Linked DNA regions of Sus scrofa: region 2 is linked to region 1. Evidence: chromatin contacts called from public promoter capture Hi-C data. All regions are on one chromosome and are shown on one strand. The core of a region is the stretch at or near the end of the contact, and the rest is flanking DNA. Distances in the headings are between cores, read along the strand shown. Region 1 holds the start of COPG2 (coatomer protein complex subunit gamma 2). Region 2 holds the start of TMEM209 (transmembrane protein 209).

Region 1 (3,699 bases), core at 1,049-3,548:
CCATAAAAGGACAAGATACCTATCTGGAATTTGTCTAAGATTTTTGCAATATATTTTTGGTCGGACATAAAGACCTCTGAACAAATCTACACAACATGTTTTAACATTAATTAAAACTTGTTAAATTCAAATCAATATTGAAAATCTCCCATGTGCTTACTTGATACACCTCATGAATGAAAAAGAAGTATATGTCAAAATTCTTGTCCTCAGGACATTTTACATACTGTTATGTTAAACAAAAACTGCAGATTTCTTAATTAAGTGAATTTTTAAAACCTAAATAATTATACTTTTCAGAAAGTACTTCACTGTAGGTTATGTTCCAGGACACAAATCTGAGGAAAATCAAAATAATTTACCTGGTTCAATAAGTAAAGAATCTTTGTAAGAATATGCAAACATCTTCTTGGATTGATGGGTGTTTCATTGAATATACGAGCCTGTGGAAATAAAAAGCTGTTATTCATAGTTTATTTTCTATCTTTTCCATCATGGTTATTAAAATGTATTAAAAATAAACTTTAATATAATAAATACTATAATATATTTTAATCACAGTAGCCAAATAATATTTCTTACATTTTTCAATTTATTATAATAATTAGATGCAGCCTTGCTTTTCCATTCTTTACTATCCATTCTAATTTCCTTAGATCAGCTGCTACTGGGCATTACCTATTAAGAATAACAATATTTAGCTAAATCGTTTGAATATAATGAGCTTATTATCTATAATTTCCTTCAATAACCTTGCATTAAACACCTCGTTTGGGGTTTTATTTAAAATTCTCAACATGTGATAGAGTCTACATATTTTTGCATTTCTATAAGGTCTAGACTCTCCTACGACAAGTTAACCCTTCTTCTTTTTCCCTCAAGTCTATATTCTCTGAACTTGGTTACACTCCATGATTCTTAATTTGTACCACATAGCCTGGGGCCCTCAGTCCAGCATTCTAAAATGGAACACTTCCAAGCCATACCTCCTGTAAGACAGCACTCTTCTCCAGATGCCGAAAAGGATTGGAACCACTACCTATATCATAAAACAAGACAAAACAAAAAATGTCTTTAATAGCTGTCCTACACAAACTCTTTCTAGAGAAGGGTACTGAATGCTTGGGAAATCTCACCCAAGTGAAATGACCATTTGGATATCACAGTGATAACCATCACTAATACTCATATAAATTGGTTAAAATCATTTTGATTCTGGCACTAGCTCTGTCCTCGCTAACCTGTAAGAACTTGTACTTCTCCTTTGCAGAAACCCTGCCTGAAATGAGTGTCTTCTTTTCCTGCCCTCTTTTGAGATGAATGTTACAAATATCTGTCGTGGCCACACAACTAAGATTAATGAGATTGTGGTAGGATCCTTTGGATTTCTCTAAAGGAGAGCACTGCTTTATGTGTTTCTATCATTTACTGCGAAGCAGAAGAGTTCATCAGATGATACATAAATTCCAAGCTGGAAAGGGTCACAGAGGTTTACTAACCTAATCTTCGATTTCGTTTCCTGAAAGTAGCTATCAATCACTGAGGGTTTTTGTTGTGTTTGTTTTGCTTTTTGAGGTGGCTTGGCAGCTTCCGCTTTTGCTCTGGACCAAAGATGGGTATCAAAATACAACTCACGTTCGGGTGCTTGAGTATTAAATGAGCTAGGTATCACGGAACAACAGCCTTGCCCCCAAGGAAGCGGACAGAGCAAATGGGCCCCAGGAAGACTGTAAGATACAAGGCACCCCAAGGTTCATTCACACACTATCCTATTTTTAGCAAATCCACTCCGGGCCTAACACTACCAGTCCCCAGCCCCGACCCTCCCCACCCCCCGCCTCCCGCACGCGCACACACACGCCCCCGCCCCCTGCCTTGCGCCCGCCTCTTTGGCGGGAAGCCCACCCCCGGCGTACCAGCGGAGGTGGCTCCGAGGAGCTGCGCCGGGGGAGGGGGCTGGGGGCGGGGCCGCCGAGCTGCCCGAGGCATCGCGCGGGCGCCAGGGAGGGAGCGCGCGACCCGAGGGGAGGCTCCGGCGACCGGGGGAGGGGCTAGGGGCAGGCCCCGGGCTGGAGCTGAGCGAGGCGGAGGAGGGGCCGGGCTCCAACTCCGGCCCCCTGGCACACCGACGCCCACGCCCCCAGGTGCGCAGTCCCCGGAGCAGGTGGCGGCGGCGGGGGGGAGGGGCCCTCGCGGCTGAGGATGGGCGTCAGAAGCCCTGCGCGTACCAGACTCCTCGTCCTTCTTGTCGAATTTTTTAATCATCTTGGACGACTTCCCAGCGCCCAGACCCACCGCAACCGTCCCAGGCGCCGCAGCCGGCAAGCGGAAGAGGCTCCAGGAAGGCCGGCCCCGTGCTTTGGCGCCGGTTGGGCCCCGGTCCCGTCACTCGGAGAGAAGGCCCGCCCTCCCCGCCGGCCGCGGCCGCTCTCACCCTCAAGGGACGTGACCACGCCCTCTCCTCCTTCCCCAGCCGCGCGGAGGCGGGGCCAGGCAGTGAGCCCCCGGGGCCGCGTCCCCGCCCCTTCAGTCGTTGGTGGCGGAGCGGGGTGAGCCATGGCCCACCCTGCAAGCTACCCGGCAGCTTAGGCCTGCAGTGAGCAGTAAGTTCGTTTATTTGGTTGCACGCCCTAGATGACGGCATCTGTAGGCCCTTCAGTCTGTGGAGACGAAGCGAGGGGCATGGAAGGGTTTGTTTTCACTTAGTAACAGTGGCATTTTTTATAATCCACTGCTGGGCCCTTCCACTGCGGAACGTGCTCGCTCCTGGTGCAGTTCTGGTGGGCTTCTCCTCCAGAAGCGATGAAAGGGTTAATGGTTCCCAGATCATTTGGGAAGTTGGCAAGGCGCTCTCAGACTTCTTGGAGACTGCAACAAAGCACAGGGAACCTTCGTGAGTGTGGGTTTCCAGAGGGCTCAGAAGGACACTTAATGTGAGGCATGAAAAGAGACCCACTTGAAGGGCCGAGAAAGCTGATCTTTACTCTTACCAAGAGGGAAGATTTTGGACAACGGACTGCCTTTCCCAGCCTTCTTTATAATTCTTTCCTTCCTCAACAAGCTATTTAAAACACTGCCAATTCTTCCCTGTTTAATTCCACCCTTTCAAATGATTCCATTTGTACCCATTCTTACTAAGTTAAGGTACATTCACTTGGATGTTCATATTCCTCTTGGTCTTTTCCTAAAATGTATGTTGGTTTTCCCTTCTCCTGTCTGAAAGAACAACTAAGACACTGTTTCTACCTTTGGCCTCAGTGTCACGCCTCCACTGTGGGCTCTTGCTCCCATCCCTCCGCACTTTTTTGAAGCATTATACCTTGTAAATATCCCTTAAATCTGTTTTCTTATTCCTACTGCTATCACCTTAATTCAGGTCCTGTTTGTTTCTTGGACAGACTCCTAACCAGCCTTCATGGCCCCAATTCAAACCATTCTGTTATCTTTCTTTACTTGGATGCCTGGTAAACATGGACCATTGGTGGAAGGAGCAGATGCTAGGTTCTCTTTTGCTTGAAGTGGAGACATTGCTCAATTTCACAGTAGATTGTCTTTGTTTAGGAAAAGCCCTATAATGGGCCCTTTAGATACATAAGTAAATATCCACTCATTTTTCTTGAGGGAAACTGTAAAGTCACCATACGTCTAATAAATGCTGCAGACTGAGATATTAAGCGTTCTGGTTATAGAGGTAAACTG
Region 2 (3,938 bases), core at 636-3,135, 410 kb before region 1:
GCTCTGGCCCTGGCGTAGCCCAGCAGCTACAGCTTGGATTAGACCCATAGCCTGGGAACCTCCATATGCCGTGGAAACAGCCCTAGAAAAACAAAAACAAGTAAATTAATTAATTAATTTCTACTATGTGTAGGGCACTTACTAGTGAGTTGTATGTAATCTTTACAATGAATATTTTCACCTTCACTTTAAAGATCAACCAACAGTTGTAGAGAAGTCAAATGACTTTTGCCAATAGCACACAGCTAGCTACTGAAGCCATGAATCTAACACAGGGATGCAGATTCCAAAACTCTTGCTCTCCACTTTCCACATCACTTCCCTAAAGACTTTAGATTAATGTGTGTATTAAACTTTGGAATATTTCTTCCATGAGGGCAGGGACCGTATTCACTTTCTGATGTATTCCCAGTTTTGGGAACATAGCAGATATTTGTTGAATGAAGGAATGAATACTAACTTGAATTAAACATGAACACTGTTTTTCATTGGAAGTAACTCTAAAGTGCAGTGAAAATTAATTACTTACCAATATACCACAGGGGCCAGTATGTCACATTATAATATGAGCTAATCAATTTTCCAGTCCTGAAAAAATTAAAAGCCTTTTCAATACTTAAAAAAACAAAAACAGAAACACACCACAAATCAAAATAAACACAAAACCTGTGGAACCAACCATTGGTCTCTTATTTAAATTTTCACTCCCCTCCTTTTTTTGTTAATTAACTTACATTTCAGTATATATCATTCCAGCCATAGATACATTTAGGAGTCCCCAGGCTAAAACCACTTTCCTAGCTTCTGTTTCTTTTCTCATCTTGATGGTTCTGTCAATAAGGGAAGCACTAGGGTTTGGCTCCCCTTGCATCTGTTCAAAATCAAAAAGCATGAAAATTAATTAAAAGAAACTACTTCTCCATTTAAGAAATCAAACTTGTGTCCACTATAACGGTAACTAAAAATTGCACATAACTTTCAGCTTTCAAAGTTCTAAACTTTTTTTACATTTTAATATTAGTATAAGAAAAGGGAACCCTAAATTACAGCTTCACTGGCACCACACTGTAATCAACAGAGAACTGGCTGGTCGCTTCAGAGAATAATTTAACATTTCCAATAAATGAAAGTATTTTGTAACATAAGGGTTAATGGTTATCTTTGCAATTACACTGTGTTGTGTTTTTGGAATATGTCACAAAGACTAGGCCAAAAGCTGTTAAGAAATTCAAAATACCAAATTACGAGATAAAATATTCCAAGTAAGATATAAGCCATTAACTGCCTACGATTTAAAAAAAAAAAACAAAACTCTGCACACGCCAGAGATCTCCGTTTTTGTGTTGCTGATAAACTATCAGGATTTAAGTTTTGGAAGGGCGAGTACCCAAGATGTTAAGGGGGTAAGGGTGGTGGGGGAGAGTGTACAGTTTTGGTCCACACTGGGATTTACATTTCCTTCACTTTGCTAGGCTTCATCTCCTGCAGACAAGTGTAACACTAGTTCCCGCTACATGGAGCAGCACCCTCCCCTCCTCCCTGTCCCAGAGTCAAAACGCCCCAGTGTGGGGAGCTACCCTCCCTGGCTCTCACAGTAGGAACTTTCGCACCCCCTACAGCTTCTTTCCACTACAGGTAGTGGGAGATCCGGCCACAGTCCCTTTTGGTTCAACCCTCGCCAGGTCCGCAGGCGCGGAACTCCCACGACCCGCGTGGACTCTAAATCCAGGAAGCACAAAGATGACCCTGAAAACGCACCGTGTTCTCCGGCCGGAAGCAGTGGACTCGCGCCACTCCCTACTGCACATGCGCGAAGCCAGTGCTAAGGTGAAGGCTACCAGCTTGTGGAACTGCAGATACCGGAAGAACGGAACTGTTTCTTCTCGCGAGAAGAGAAGAGTTTGGGGGGGAGGAGGGACGGGGCTAACAGCGTTACCAGGGAAACAGCTCCCGGATTTGTGGCTCCCACTCAGGTGCCGGGAGAAAACTGAGCAGCAAAAACTCAGACCAGGTTCTAAACCCGCAGTAAAAAGTAGTAACTATAACAAGCGGAATTTCTATAGATTAATATAGTTTTAGCTTCCTTACAGCATTTGTGGACTCACATTTTAAAGCAGATTTGATTAAGCTGGGTGGCTAATTGTAGGATGCAGAGTATTGGATAATGTGTCCATACACCACCAGCAATGACAAAGCATTTCTCACACCTCTATGCTAAAAAAAAAAAAAAAAAAAAAAAAAAAAAAATTAAGTGTTCTGATCCGATGTAAATTCTTAAATATCCTTGTAATGAGGGTGCAACAAGAAAAGCCAAAATGTGTTTTTGTTAAAAGTTGGTGGTTTTGAGGTTTTTTTTTTAAACCCCCAAACTTTTACTTTTCTTGCATATTATTTAGAAGAACTAATTCTGAGGAAAAGTTTCATCAGGGAGTTCAGTTTGGTTTTATTGAAGAAATACAAACGCCTACTGTGTGCCGCTGAACCACACGCGGGAATGTAAAAGTAAAAGCTTCGGTGGTTACTCACTGAAGAAGCTCAGCCTGGCGGGGAGGACATGTGCACTAAGAAAGGCAGGTGAGGTGGGGCGCGGTGAACCCCAAGGAGACGTGAGGGGCCCAGCCCTGAATCCAAGAGAACTTCCTGAAGGAGACAAAGCGGGCCTAAAGCAGACGGGCAACGTCCGGGAACTTACTCTTGGCGATGCAGAGAAGTATGCTTCTAATAAAAACATCACTCTCTGTCATAATAAGCTAGTAGATTGTTGCATCATATAGGTCCCAACTGCCAAAATTTTTCCTGAAATGCTCCTAAGTAAGCTCCAATAAAAGAAAAAGAAGTTTCCTCCTGGTACAGCATATTAACGAAAATCTGCAGGTATGCTATGCTCTTAAAGATCTTAAAACCGATTTTTAAGTGGATTTCTAAAAATAATTTTTAGAGTATCTTAGCAACAATGATGTTTTGCTCTAGTTGTAAAGATGAGCTAACTTGAAAATTGTTACAGTACCGTGAAAATTAGAATACCAGGTTCCTCCCCAACCCATGTTGGCTCTTCCCTAAGAAGAAATTGTATGTATTTGATGTAATTCGCAACAGACACATCTCTGTTCTATGCATTTATTCAAGGCTTAAAAAGGAACACTGCCTAAATTAGATATATTGTTGACATTCTGTATTAGTTTACTAGGGTTGCCATAGCAAAATACCACAGACTGGATGCCTTAAACAACAGAAATTAATTTTTTCACAGTTGTGAAGTTTGGAAGTCTAAGATCAAGGTGCCAGCAGGATTGGTTTCTCCTGAGCCTTGTCTCTTTGGCTTGCAAATGACCTCCTTCATTCTGTGTCCTCACATGGCACCTCCCTGATGTCTCTTTCTCTTCTCATAAGGACACTAGTCCTATTGGATTAGGGCCCCATCCTTATCAGTTCATTTAACCTTCATTACCTCTTTAAGGCCCCATCTCCAGCTATTGTCAAATGGGTCTTTGTGCTTCAATATATACATTTTGTGGAACACAATTTGGTCTATAACACTTTGGAACTGTCTGTGTTAATTTACACTGATTATATCAAAGAATAAATGAATGGATATCTCAGAGACTTAGATTTTATAGACATTGAAATACTGTATTTAAAGAAAATACAGTATATAAAAGGACAAAAAAAAGACTAAGTCAGAATGTGCCATATTGAGGTATGAGGAAGGTACCTTAAACATTCATAGAAGTAATTTAGATAAATCTTCCCAAAACATAGAAATCTAAGAAATGTTTGTCAGCTCCCGTCTCAGTTACTGAAGTGTATGTCATAATAGGTTGCCAAGGAAGTTGTCATACACATGGAGTGAAGTACTTCTCAGTCATCTTCATCCCTTTGAGCATGTTTTATTTTCAAAGCAACAAGACATCATGGGAGATCTTTTTTCTTTATTTTGG

Evidence for each region. Promoter capture Hi-C pulls out the DNA fragments that hold promoters and counts their contacts.
Region 2: a contact with region 1 is called in a promoter capture Hi-C map of fetal liver, with 2.8 times the contacts expected there. The contact joins the promoter of TMEM209 here to the promoter of COPG2 in region 1. A contact is called at or near these places in 1 of 5 promoter capture datasets (fetal liver) and 2 of 2 datasets of contacts at active chromatin or transcription factors (alveolar macrophages and skeletal muscle).

What each region holds. Positions count from the first base shown.
Region 1 is chr18:18,207,977-18,211,675 of Sscrofa11.1, reverse strand. It overlaps COPG2 (coatomer protein complex subunit gamma 2), which reads right to left and starts at 2,298. Exons shown (of 24, transcript NM_001246238.2): 1 at 2,229-2,298; 2 at 987-1,039; 3 at 363-443. The coding sequence starts at 2,265. TSGA13 (testis-specific gene 13 protein) reads right to left here. Exons shown (of 8, transcript XM_005673166.3): 8 at 2,599-2,868. The coding sequence ends at 2,699.
Region 2 is chr18:18,613,205-18,617,142 of Sscrofa11.1, reverse strand. It overlaps TMEM209 (transmembrane protein 209), which reads right to left and starts at 1,885. Exons shown (of 15, transcript XM_003134688.6): 1 at 1,759-1,885; 2 at 735-871; 3 at 530-588. The coding sequence starts at 871. SSMEM1 (serine-rich single-pass membrane protein 1) reads left to right here and starts at 3,858. Exons shown (of 3, transcript XM_003484018.4): 1 at 3,858-3,938. The coding sequence starts at 3,912.